2 separate regions of the Sus scrofa genome follow, and region 2 is linked to region 1. The links are chromatin contacts, called in public Hi-C maps. All regions are on one chromosome and are shown on one strand. Each heading gives the region's core, a stretch centred on a gene start, on an enhancer-like site or on the middle of the called end of the contact. The rest is flanking DNA. Distances are from core to core; before and after follow the strand shown.

Region 1 (6,108 bases), core at 1,129-3,628:
CACCATACTTGATTCAGTGAAAAGATAACTTTTCTGCAGAGCTGAGCTCCTGATGGTTCAACATGGTGACAGACAGATGGGGGTCAATGAAGCCCCCAAGATTTTTTGTTCCCCCAAAGTCTCTTCCTGAGACAGCAGAAGCAGATCAAGGCAGGAAGAGAGGGAAGATAAATGCCATTGGCCTTGGCCCTAAATCATGTTCATTCAGCTCTTTCTGGATGGAGGTGACCCACATGTGTCCTTGTGGCCAGCGATTTGGTAATTCAGAGCCCCAAATATAGAACACTGAGGGCAATGCCACACTGGGCAACGAAAGTGCCCAGAAGCGCCCAGTACCTGGGAAGGGCAGGGAACTGGAAATGGGCCAGGACCCGTCTACGCATCCCCAAACCCCATCATGAATGGTGAAGGGCCTGAGGGAGCCATCCAGGGTTCCAGAGGCCTTTGAGTTCATCGCACGCCCGGCCGTAGCTGGGCCAGCAGTGGACAAGGGCAGATCCTCAGACAGGACGCTGGGCCAGCAGTGGACAAGGGCAGATCCTCAGACAGGACGCTGCCAACCTCGAAGGACAATCAGCACGTGCCTCTGGGAAGGGGGCTGGGGTAGACCCCTGCTTGATGACTCAGACCACCAGGACTGGAGGCCAGAGTTCCATCACGACCTCAGGCAGGGAGGGGGCAGAGGGGCCTGGAGAGAACCGGCCCTGACAGGATATGGGCTGCCTGCCCGAGCTGTGACGGTGTTGGGGGGTCCCAGCCTGTGGAGGGCTGTCCGGGTGGGGGCCAGCGCCAAGGCCCGGCATGGCCTCAGTGGCAGCCACAGGCCCGGACCACCATGTTGCGGTGCTTGCGCAGGATGACGTTGTTGCTGCTGTCGTAGTAGAGCACGGAGGTGGCGCTCAGCTTGGTGGGCGCGCAGCATGCCTTGGGGACCGCATCTGGCTTCATCAGGTGCACCTGGCGGGGGAGAGGGTGGCAGGCCGAGGTGTGAGACTTGTGGGCTCCTCCTGGGAACCCCCCCAGTTCCAGCCCCCAAGTTCCTGCCACTTGGGCTCCAACTGCTCAAGCTGCCTCGGCTCTATCTGCACCTGCGGCTGGGCAGGTGCAGGCTTGGGCTCTGCCCCCGCCCTGCCCTCCTTGACCCGTGCCCTGCCCGCTGCCCTCAGGCCCAGCCTGGGCACCTGCCATACCCCCTCCCCTCAGACAGGACAACTCAGATCCTGCTTGTCCCCAGCATGTGTGCCGGCGCTTCTGCCTGGCGCCCTGCAGCACTGCTCCCTGGGTCTCTGCTGCTCCCCTCTCTTCCCTGCATTTCTGTAATGTCCCTGATGTGTCTTGTCCACATCAGCTATTTCTGGTCCATCTGCCCCTCCAGACTGAGAGCCGTGAATGTCCAAGCAACACCAGCTGACACCCAGACTTCCAGGCTCACCCTCGGGGTGTTGGACACTATTGTTTCTCAACACAGCTTCACCCTTATAACAACGAGGCAGGGACTGTTCTGGGCAGAGGACCACTGAGGGCACAGGAGCCACGTCACACGCACAGTCGCATGGCTGACACCCAAGCTCGACTGGGACCCGGTGCAGGGATCCTGCTACCCTCCTCCAAAGGGCTCTGCCCCAAACCCAGCCCAACTGAGTCAGCTATCGCAGCCTCCACAAAAATATTGACACAACCTCTAACTAGAGTGTCCAGATCAATGTTCTGAGCCTGAGAAAACATGTGAAACACTAAGCAATAAGCAGCAGCAACAGTGTTCCTATTAGAAAGGACTTTTCAGGGTTTGAAGTTACCCCAGACACTGGGGCATCAAAACCTCTACAATGTGGAGTTCCCGTCGTGGCACAGTGGAAATGAATCTGACTAGGAGCCATGAGGTTACGGGTTCGATCCCTGGCCTTGCTCAGTGGGTTAAGGTTCTGGCGTTGCCATGAGCTGTAGTGCAGTTTACAGACACAGCTTGGATCTGGTGTTGATGTGGCTCTGGCGTAGGCCAGCAGCTATAGCTCCAATTAGACCCCTAGCCTGGGAAGCTCCATATTGCCGCAGGAGCAGCCCTAAAAGGACAAAAAAGACAAAAAAAAAAAAAATCTCTGCAATGTGTAGGAGCACAAAGAGCTGAGAGCGACCCAGGAGAAAGGGCCAGTGGCAGAGGAGCAGGAGGGGAAGCCAAAGCCAGGAGGGCACAGGGCACCCAGCGACTCCTGCACAGGAAGAGGGGGAGAAGGCACACACACTCACTTACCCCACCCCTGAGGGTTTGTGTCACATGCAGGAGGCTGAACAAACCAGTGAACAAGGGCACATGTGTGTTCTGGGTGCAGAGATAGCTGTGAGGATGCCCGTCTGTTATGAACATGCTGTGCCCTTGATCACCAGCAGGGGGCCCCTTTGAGTCTCCTACCTGAGCGTCCCCACGGGCCCATGGAGTGCACACGCATATGTGTGTGCACACCAAGCAGCCAGGGTCTGGTGCCCGAAAGTTCAGATGCCCCAGGGGCTCTGCATAGAGTGGCCACAGGGGACCTGATTCCCTCCGGATGAGGGAGTTCACTGCGCTGCGTGCATGATGGTTTCCACATAGGGAAAGTCCCTGACATGAGCAGTGCTGCCGTCACCTCCTGGCTGCGGGCGCCCCTCTCCCCTGTATCCAGGCAGGAGGAACGCGGTACTGACCAGGGACTGCAGGATGGCGTGGTTGGTGGCGTTCATGCAGGAGTCCAGCGGGAAGGAGCACTCCCCTTCACAGTAATAGGCTGAGTAGCCTTGGGGGGCGATGACCCAGTCCTGGGGTAAAGAGAGAAGGTGAGGCTCATCCATGTTCCCCTCCCAAGCCCTGGGTCCAGCACCTGCTACAGCACCACTCAGGGCTGCCCCTCACCCTCCCTCAGCCTCAGGACCCCTCCCAGGGCAGTGTCCCCCTGAAGACTCTCAGCAGATGGGGGCTGGGCCCGAGCTCTGCCCCCGTCATGTTCCATCAGCGCCCAGCTTCCTCCCCAGCCGGCCTCCAGTCACAGCAAAGGCCAGAGATACCATCCACCCTGGCTTCAGATTTCCTGCTGCAGATCTGACATTTTATGGCTGAGGAGTCAGACTCTCTCCCTTTTGCCTGGTTTTTATAGAAAAGCACTTTTCACTGTAAAAGCAGCATAGTCTCCCTTTAGTCAATTTGCTGAACACAGAAGAAAATCAAACTCCCCCATAACTGGGCCTCCCCTTGGACAGACACTTGCCGGGGGGGAAGGAGAGGGAACGTTACCAGCCAGCCCAGGTCCTGGAAGCTGACGTAGAGCTCGTGCCGACGGCACACCTGTCGGCCGTGGGAGCCGTGGACGTCATCTGTGGGGGCAGACGAGGCAAGGTCATTGCTGGGGCTCCTTCTCTGTGCAGCTAGAGTTCCTGCTCTAAAGGGCATACTTGCTGAATAAATGAGAGGAGAAACTAACACATGGGGTCGCATAAAGCCCATCTCTGCAACTGCTGGTGACACGACACCTCAAGAACCTTCCATGGCTCCAGATAGCTCCCCACGGATACAGAGTCGCCCCACACTCAGCTCAGCCTCCCCTGACTCTCACCCTGTGGGCCTCCTGGGGGTCCAATAAATGGCCCAGGGACCCTCAGCCACCAGGGCTGGACCTCCTTTCCTCCAGAGACACCCCTGACCTCGTCCACCTCTCCTGCCTGTTCGTCCCGCAGGGCAAGGGCTCCCATTGAGGCCCAGAAAGGCCGACTCCCCGTGAGGGAAAGGAGGGCTCCTGGCGGGTTAGGCCCATCCTGGTCCCTAGGGGCTGGGTGGTGGGGACACCATCACATAAACACCGCATCCTGCAGGGCGCCTAGGACAGCACCGAGGGCCACCAGGGGCAGCTGACGCTGATGGAGCCCTGGGGGTGGGGGGTGCCTGGTGGGCCTGGGAAGCCAGAGAAGGGACCTCGGGGCAGCAGGGACTCAAGGGCAGATGCTCAGAGTCCTGAGGGGGACAGTGACTGGCCCCGAGGTGCAGGGGCAAAGGGTGTCGGGAAAGGTGGCCAGGTGACCGTTGGCTTGACCCCCCGACCCCCACCCCGAGCCAGGAGGGTGCCAGTCCCCCCAACCCCGGGCCCCGGGCTCACCGAAGATCCCAGGCAGTTTGTTCGGGGGCGGCAGCTCGTTGCTTCTCTTCGGCGGCCTCCTCCTCAGGGGCCTCACCGCCCGAGGGGCACGGACAGGGCCGGGCTCGCCCTGAAAAAGGTGACCACGAAAGGCTGTTTGGAGCGCGGGGCCTGTCGCCCCAGCAGACCGGCCAGGCCAGGATCCACGCTGCGCCCTGAGACAGAGAGAGCAGAGAGGGTGGTCACTTGCGGGCAGGGACCTGCACGGGACACAGCGGGGACCCCCCTGTGGGCTGGCCGGGGGCAGGGAGGCTGAGGCTTCAGGGGACCCACTGTGCCTCAGTTTCCTCCTCTGAAGCCCCGAGTCCCACGTCCAGCCCCAGCTCCCAGCGGGTCTGCAGGGGACAGGGGAGGGGCCTCTCGAGCCCAGGACTGGGGGTTAATGATGGTCCTGGGCACTGCCAGTTGTGACAGTGCTTTGCAGCTTCCGGCCAGGTCACGTGGTGATCTCAGCCAGTCTTCATAGTGATGCCGGAGCCCACCCTTCACTGAGAAATGTCAGGGCCCCTCAGTGACGGCCCAGAGCCTCGCTGCCAGGGACCCTCGGCACCAGGTCCCACGTCTCAGGGCTCCGAGGCCCAAGTTCCACCTTCCACCCCACACCTTCTGGGGAGCAGGGTGGGATTTACAACCCCCAGCCACCGGGGCACTGCCAGGGCTTCATGCTTGCTCTGCTCAGCACCACCCGAGAGCAGGCCACTCACTGTCCCCTGATGCCCCCAAAGAGACTCCAGGCTCAGCGGGCAGAGACATTGGCCCCAAGTCCCTAACCTGGATTCAACCACCGAGGTCTAATTCTGGAGTCCAAGTTCTTATCCATTTAAGTTCTTAACCACTGGGTTTGTGGTATAAAAGGGAAGAGAGAGAAAAGACTGTGGGCAGGGACATAACTGGGGCCTCAGCCGAGGAACAGTGATGCTTGTAAAAGTAGAATTTTATCCACAGCCACTTAAAGACTGAGGACGCAGGAAAAACACACTGATTATCCCTGGAAAAGTCCACACCATCAATGAAACTATCTTTGTTTCTCTTTGTATTTCTAACAACCTCTTGTTTTTTTCATTGTCAAAGCAGTATAACAACTCTAAAGAAACCTAGAAAAAAATCACCCATAAACTCCCTCCCCACTCCACTTCATTTCCATTTTCTTGCATTTTTTCATATGCTAATATAAGTTGTGAGCATAACAAAGAAGTTTTATCTTTTCTCAATTTTTTCACACAAACACTTTCTCAGTTGTTAAAGTGAGTCTCAACTATGAACATTTCTTTCTTTTTTTTTTCTTTTTTGGCCTCCTTGCGGCACGTGGCGTTCCCGGGCCAGGGGTCAGATCCGAGCAATAGTCTTGACCTAAGCTGAAAATGCAATAATTTGAGATCCTTAATTCGCAGTGCTGGACTGGGGATTGAACCTGAATCCTAGTGCTCCCAAGAAGCTGCCAATTCCAATACACCACAGTGGGAACTCCTTTTTTGTCTTTTAAGGCTTCACCTGTGGCATATGGAAGTTTCCAGACTAGGGTCAAATGGGAGCTGCAGCTGCCAGCCTAAGCCACAGTCACAGCAGCTAGGGATCCAAGCCGTGTCTGTGACCCATGCTGAAGCTTGTGGCAACCCAGGATCCTTAACCCACTGAGCAAGACCAGAGATCGACCCACAACCTCATGGGTTCAATCCTCATCGAACCCACCTAAGAACCAGTCAGGTTATTGAGCCATTAAGCCACAACAGGAACTCCTCAACTATGAATATTCCAAACATATAAAATTCCTTTGAGTAGATACACCATAATATATATTTATTTTACACCATAATATTTAGATGTTAGTGCATCTTTAGACATTTAGATTATTCCCTGGATTTCATCGTAAAGATGAGAATCCGATGGAACCTCTTCATTTCCCTTCCCTGGGAATTTTCTCAGACCAAACAAGGACGTGACTGTGAACTCA
Region 2 (6,108 bases), core at 2,229-4,728, 140 kb after region 1:
CTGACAAGCTGGAAGAGGACAGTCACTTGGTTGCAGAGTTGAGGGAAGAGATTAGGAGTCTAACTCCTTATGCTTTCATTCAAGCCTCCTCTTTTCAGTCCCATCCTACAACCTGCCTTCAGAGATATCTTTCATTCCTCCCATTCCTGAGCTGTCCTTGGGTTCTGACTGCAGCAATAGACTTCTTTCTCGTTGACACTTTTCCCTCCCACTCTCACCACTCCCTGGATAAGTGGTTACATTTCAGCTTCCTCTGGCCTTTTTCTAAGGCAGCCAATCCCTTATCCACCTGGTTTCCAGCTTCACTTCTCTCAATTGCTGTTGTCTCTCCTCCTGTCTTCCCTCCTCTTTCTTCTTCTTCTGTTTTTTTTTAGGGCTGTGCTGTGGCATATGAGGTTCCCAGGCTAGGGGTCAAATTGGAGCTGTAGCCACTGGCCTAAGCCACAGCCACAGCCACACCAGATCTGAGCCACATCTGCGATCGACCCCACAGCTCACAGCAACCCCGCATCCTTAACCCACTGAGCAAAGCCAGTGATCAAACCTGCATCCTCTTGGAAACTAGTCGGGTTCTTAACCTGCTGAGCCACAACAGGAACACCTTCTCTTTCCTTCTTTTTTAAAATTAAAGTAAAATTCACATAACATCAAAGTCACCAGTTTAATCATTAAAGTGTACAATCTGGTGGTTTTTGATAAATATTCATGGGATTGTACAACCATCACCTCTATCTAATTCCAAAACATTTTCAGCATTCCCCCTCAAAAAAACCCCATATCCATTAACCAGTCATTCCTTGCCCTCCTACATCCTGGCAACCTTTAAAATCTGCTTTCTGTCTCTACGGATTTGCCTGTTCTGGACATTTCATGTAAATGGAATTATACAATCCATGGCTCTTGGCCTCTGGCTTCTTTCACTGAGTACTGTCTTTTCAAGGTTCACCCATGTTGCAGATTATATCCGTACTTCCCTTTTTTTATGGTTGAAAAAGATTTCATTGTGTAGATATGTCACATTTTACTCATTCATCCGCTGATGGACATTTGGGTTGTTTCCACTCTTCGGCTGTTATGAATAATGTTGCTATCAACATTCATGTTCACGTTTTTGTTTGACTATATATCTTTGATTCTCTTGGATGCGTACCTGGTCGTAGAATTGCTGTCTCAGGTGGCAACTCTATGTTTAACTTTTCGAGGAACTACCAAACTCTTTCCCACAGTGGCTGTACTGTTTTACATAAGCAGTAATGTGTAAGCCCTGATTTTTCAACGTCCTGGCCAACACTGTTGCTTTTGGTTATTAGTATCATGGTTATTGCCCTCGTAGCAGGTGTAAACTAGTATCTCTCTGAGATTTTTTTTTTTTTTTTTTTGTCTTTTGAGGGCTGTAGCTGCGGCATATGGAGGTTCCCAGGCCAGGGGTCTAATCAGAGCTGTAGCTGCTGGCCTACACCACAGCCACAGCAATGCCAGATCTGAGCCACGTCTGCAACCTACACCACAGCTCACGGCAATGCCGGATCCTTAACCCCCTGGGCAGGGCCAGGGATTGAACCTTCGTCCTCGTGGATGCTAATCAGATTCATTAACTGCTGAGACACGATGGGAACTCCCAAATCATGTAGATTTATCCCTATGTTTTCTTCCAAGAGGTTTTGAGTTTTACCTTTTACATTTAGGTTTTTGATCCATTTGAATTAAATTTTGTGCATGGTACAAGGTATCGGTTCAATGTCTCCAATTTCTTTCTTTTTTTCTTTTTTGTGCAACCATTACCACTATTTCCAGAACATTTTCATCACCCCCAAAAGAAAAGCCACACCCATTAAATAGTCATTCCCTTCCCCTGTGAGTTTATACTATTTTTCTTAATCCATTTACTGTCACTTTAGTGGAATTCCAGGAATCAGTGGAGATAAACACATGTGATCAGTCCTTATGTTTAGCCAGAAATCTGTTCTTCCTTTCAAATCGCAACAATTCTCACTTTCATTAGGCAGATTCCTGAGCCAGGTGGTCTGAGAGGGCTTTCTGGAGGAGGGACATTTGATCTGAGCCTTAAAGATGTTTAGGATTCCAGTGGAAGTTAAGGGGGTGAAGGTGGGAGAAGATGAGAAGGGAGACTTAAGGAAGAGAAAGGGGGAAGGCGGGGAGAGGAAGAACTCTGGCGTCAACACCAGAAAATGTAATCAGATTAAATTCTGGTTTCGTATCCCAAGTCTGTGGCTCTGCTTGAGTTTCACTGAAAATCAGTCCTTTCCTTAGAACCCTAAGAAATGTGGCCTTGCCTTGAGTGCAATGAGAAATGAGTTCTGGAGAACTTGCTCTCACTCTGCAGCCAGCCTGGGGAAGGATCCAGGTCTAGAGAGACAGGGACAGCTTTCTAGAACAAAGGCAAAAAGGCTAAATATAAAATGTCTTTTTTTTTTTTTTTTTTTTTTTTGCTTTTGAGGGCCCGCAGTCATGGCATATAGTTTCCAGACTAGGGGTCACATTGGACCTACAGTTCCTGGCCTACACCACAGCTCACGGCCACGCTGGATCCATAACCCACTGAGAAAGGCCAGGGATCGAACCCCCAACCTCATGGTTCCTAGTCAGATTCATTTCCGCTGCACCACAACAGGAACTCCCTAAATATAAAATTTCTGTTTGTAAGCAGTATCACACTTGTACTGCCTCTCTGTTTTTTTTCCATCGAGAAAGTGGTTATCCTTATCTAGTAGCAGTATTGGAGAATTAAATAAGATACTGTTTGCAAAGGGCGGGAAGAGAATTTTAAAACCATCAGTTTTCTTTTCTTTCTTTCTTTGGAGATTCAAGGGAAACAGTACATGTTGGGTCTCAATCAAGGCCTTGCATATCTGGTTAAGAAGCTTGTCCTGAAGCTGAAAGCAGCAGAGAATTATCGGAGGTTTGGGAGTGGAGGAGTGACACAGATCTATCCGTGCTTTGGAAAGTTCTCTTCTGGAAGAGCAAAGTCCAAGCATAATGCAAGTGGGGAAGTCCTGAGCCCCAGCTTTGCCTCTAACTGATTCCGTTTTCTCATATGTGCCCAACGCAGATGACCGGTCCTCACCAATGTTTCACCACTAGTGGGCTGTGAGTTATGTGACAGCTTCATCCCTAACACAAATGGGATCTCACCAGTTTGCCTTTTTTACAGATAGACCTGCGGGGAGTGGGGGGAGGTGACGTCACCAGCCTGAGCTGTTACTTGGGGCATGAGATGGGATTTTCGAGAAGCTCTGGAAAGGCGGATAATGGCTAAAACCCAGTGGCCTTCCAGGCACCGCCCCTCAGAGATGTGGAATACCAGGCACCTCGTGCGTAAGGGCAATTGTGAAACCCTGTGCGTTCCCCTTGAGAAAATTTTTCCATGAGGGATGACAAAACCTCACCCACACCCTGCACTGGGTTCTGAGCTCTAGGCGGAGCCAGAGAATCACCTGGAATGACTCTTCTGTCCACTAGAGGGAAACCCAGGCTAGAGAGATGTTAAGTCCTGAGCGGAGAAGTCCCGAGGTTGGAAAAAGCGGATGGAGCTGCCAGGACCAGGGCCTGAGGGACCTAGGTGCCGTGCTGTGCTGGAATTGATTGTACCAGCTGGTGGTTGCATTTTCTGGAAATGTGAGAGCTGGTTGTTACACGTGGTCATTGAAAACTGTTATATAAGTTTATGTTTAAATAAATATTAAAAACAAAGATAGGAGTTCCCTTGTGGCTCTGCAGGTTGAAAACCCAAAATAGTATCCACAAGAATGCAGGTTCGATCCCTGACCTTGTTCAGTGGGTTAAGGATCGGCATTGCCACAAGCTGCTGGATATGTTGCAGACGAGGCTCAGATCCAATGTGGCTGTGGCTGTGGCATAGGCCTCAGTTGCTGCTCCAAATTGACCCCTAGCCTGGGAACTTCCTTCTGACATAGGTGCAGCCATTAAAAAAAGAGAGAGAGAGAACAAGAAAGATAGAAGAGACTCCAGACTTATAATTCCCCATTTATTTTACTATATTTTACTGTTATCTATTGTGTTTGTTATGGTGGAAGTACTACAGAGTGGTGAGCTATGGTTCATCCAACGTTGATAGCTTGACATTGGCCATGGTGGAGTATTAACTCGTGGAAGCCTGCAAATGCTACAAATCAGAATGTTCCCAAATCCCATCCAGTTGTTAAATATTAACCAGGACATCACTGCCTATGCCTTCCCCACATTAAATCTTGTGCGGAGTTCCCGTTGTGGCTCAGTGGTTAATGAATCCGACTAGGAACCATGAGGTTGCGGGTTCGATCCCTGGCCTTGCTCAGGGCTTAAGGATCTGGCGTTGCCTTGAGCTGTGGTGTAGGTTGCAGATGTGGCTCAGATCTGGCATTGCTATGGCTCTGGCCTAGGCCGGCAGCTACAGCTCAGATTGGTCCCCTAGCCTGAGAACCTCCAAATGCTATGGGCGCAGCCCCCAAAAAAAGACCAAAAAAAAAAAAAAAAAATCTTGCAGAGAGAAGATGGGCTTTTACAGAGGTCTTGTCAAACACTCAGAGATGTCCCCAGCGATGGAGGACCCAATTTCGGCAGACAGAAGCTGTAGCGGGGTTCAGTGACAGGGCAGTGGGTGGAGCATTGTCATGTTGTTGCAGGAGCTCAGCCTAAAGGTCCTCTCTCAGTCTCAGGCTTTGTGCAATGTACTCCTTTCACCTGAAGTCTCTTTGCGCTTAGGAGCTCAGGCATGCCTTTCTGCAAGTTCTGAGGTCATCCAGCACTAGAAAGTTTTGCCCCATCAGAAGGGGGACTCAGAGTTCCTGCTGTGGCACAACGGGATCGGTGGCATCTCTGCAGCGCCAGGTCAAAGCTTCAATCCCCGGCCAGCACAGTGGATTCCACTTTGCCATAGCTGTGGTGTAGGTCACAACTGCAACTCGGATCTGATCCCTGGTGGAGGAACTGCCCTAGTGGGACGACCAAAAAAAAGGAGGAGGAGGAGGAGGGGAGAAGGCAGGGGAGGGGGGAGGAGGAGGAGAAGAAGAAGGAGGGGGGAGGAGGAGAAGAGGAAGAAAAAGAAGAGGAGGAGGAAGAAGAAGAGGTGCTTTCTGAGGCCAGGGAAGAAACCCCTGGGTCTGTCTTCGAGGCCTGGCTCAAGTCCCTGGGCCATAATGTTGGAGCCGCTACGCGGAACACTGTGCAGGAGCGAGCAAGACACTGGCGTCAGACAGCTCTGAGCTCCTCCGCCCCCTCACTGCATGCTCTGAGAAAGGCACTTAACTGATCTGGGCTTCAGTCTCCGCACTTGTCAGATAGGGATAGAAGAGTCATCACGCATGGCCCTTGCAAAGATTAAACCAGGTTTATCTGTAGAGCCCTCAGCTGGACCTTCCATCACGGAGAAGGTGTTCCCTGATGCAGAAGCTATTATAATTCTATTTGTGGAGGGGTGGGGTGGTAGGTGCTGGATCACCTTGACTCTGTGTGTCAAGGAACGGGCGTGGGATAGGAAGGACCAGGATGCAACAAATCCCTGATGGCACGGATTTGTCCCAAGCACACAGCCAGGAAGTGGACTGGAAAGCAGCCCTCCGCCCAAATGCTGAGGGCCGTCCCCCTCCCCGACTCCAGGGCTGGGATTTCAGGCCGGAGGGGGGGCAGCCGGATGTCGCAGGCCTCGGGGGTGTGCGCAGGAAGCAGTGGCCGGGGCTGTCCGGGAGCCTCAAAGTGGCGGAAGGGAGGGAGCAGCCGGCACCTGCATTGTGCAAGCCCGCTCCCTGCTGAGTCGCCGCGGACCCCTTGGCGCGCGTTCTTGGCGTTCGCTGCTGGGGCGGGGCCCGCGTCATTTCAGGCAGGTAGTAACTGGGCTGAGAAGCCTAGATCTGTCTTTTCATTCCTCTGTTCACGCACTCGCTCATTCATGCAGGCATCAGTTATTGAACTGTTGGGCAGGAGGACCTGGTTCAGGATCCCAAGGACCTTCACAGGTCCTGGCTTTGTGGGCAGATGACTGCATAAGAACCCTGGCTCCTCCACTCACTAGCTGTGTTAACTTAGGAAAATGACTTAACCGCTCTGGACCTCCAGCGGGGGAAGGTGGGGGACATGTTGACTTAAGTGAGT

The links. Hi-C and Micro-C count contacts between places; a contact is called where the count stands out from the background.
Region 2: a Hi-C map of liver shows a contact between it and region 1, with 2.0 times the contacts expected there. The contact joins two enhancer-like sites. A contact is called at or near these places in 1 of 5 promoter capture datasets (liver) and 3 of 47 Hi-C or Micro-C datasets (embryonic fibroblasts and liver).

The regions. Positions count from the first base shown.
Region 1 is chr6:95,569,328-95,575,435 of Sscrofa11.1, forward strand. It overlaps BMP8B (bone morphogenetic protein 8B), which reads right to left. Exons shown (of 8, transcript XM_003356326.5): 4 at 4,220-4,312; 5 at 4,119-4,217; 6 at 3,263-3,342; 7 at 2,680-2,790; 8 at 1-957. The coding sequence ends at 808. Among named protein-coding and RNA genes, the nearest start is that of PPIE, 24 kb to the left of the region's middle. Within about 2 kb of position 2,379, at least 4 of the 83 cell types and tissues checked have an H3K27ac peak or open chromatin away from gene starts, as enhancers often do. A contact at or near this core is called in liver, where this site is marked.
Region 2 is chr6:95,710,618-95,716,725 of Sscrofa11.1, forward strand. No RefSeq gene overlaps it. Among named protein-coding and RNA genes, the nearest start is that of MYCL, 11 kb to the left of the region's middle. Within about 2 kb of position 3,479, at least 9 of the 83 cell types and tissues checked have an H3K27ac peak or open chromatin away from gene starts, as enhancers often do. A contact at or near this core is called in liver, where this site is marked.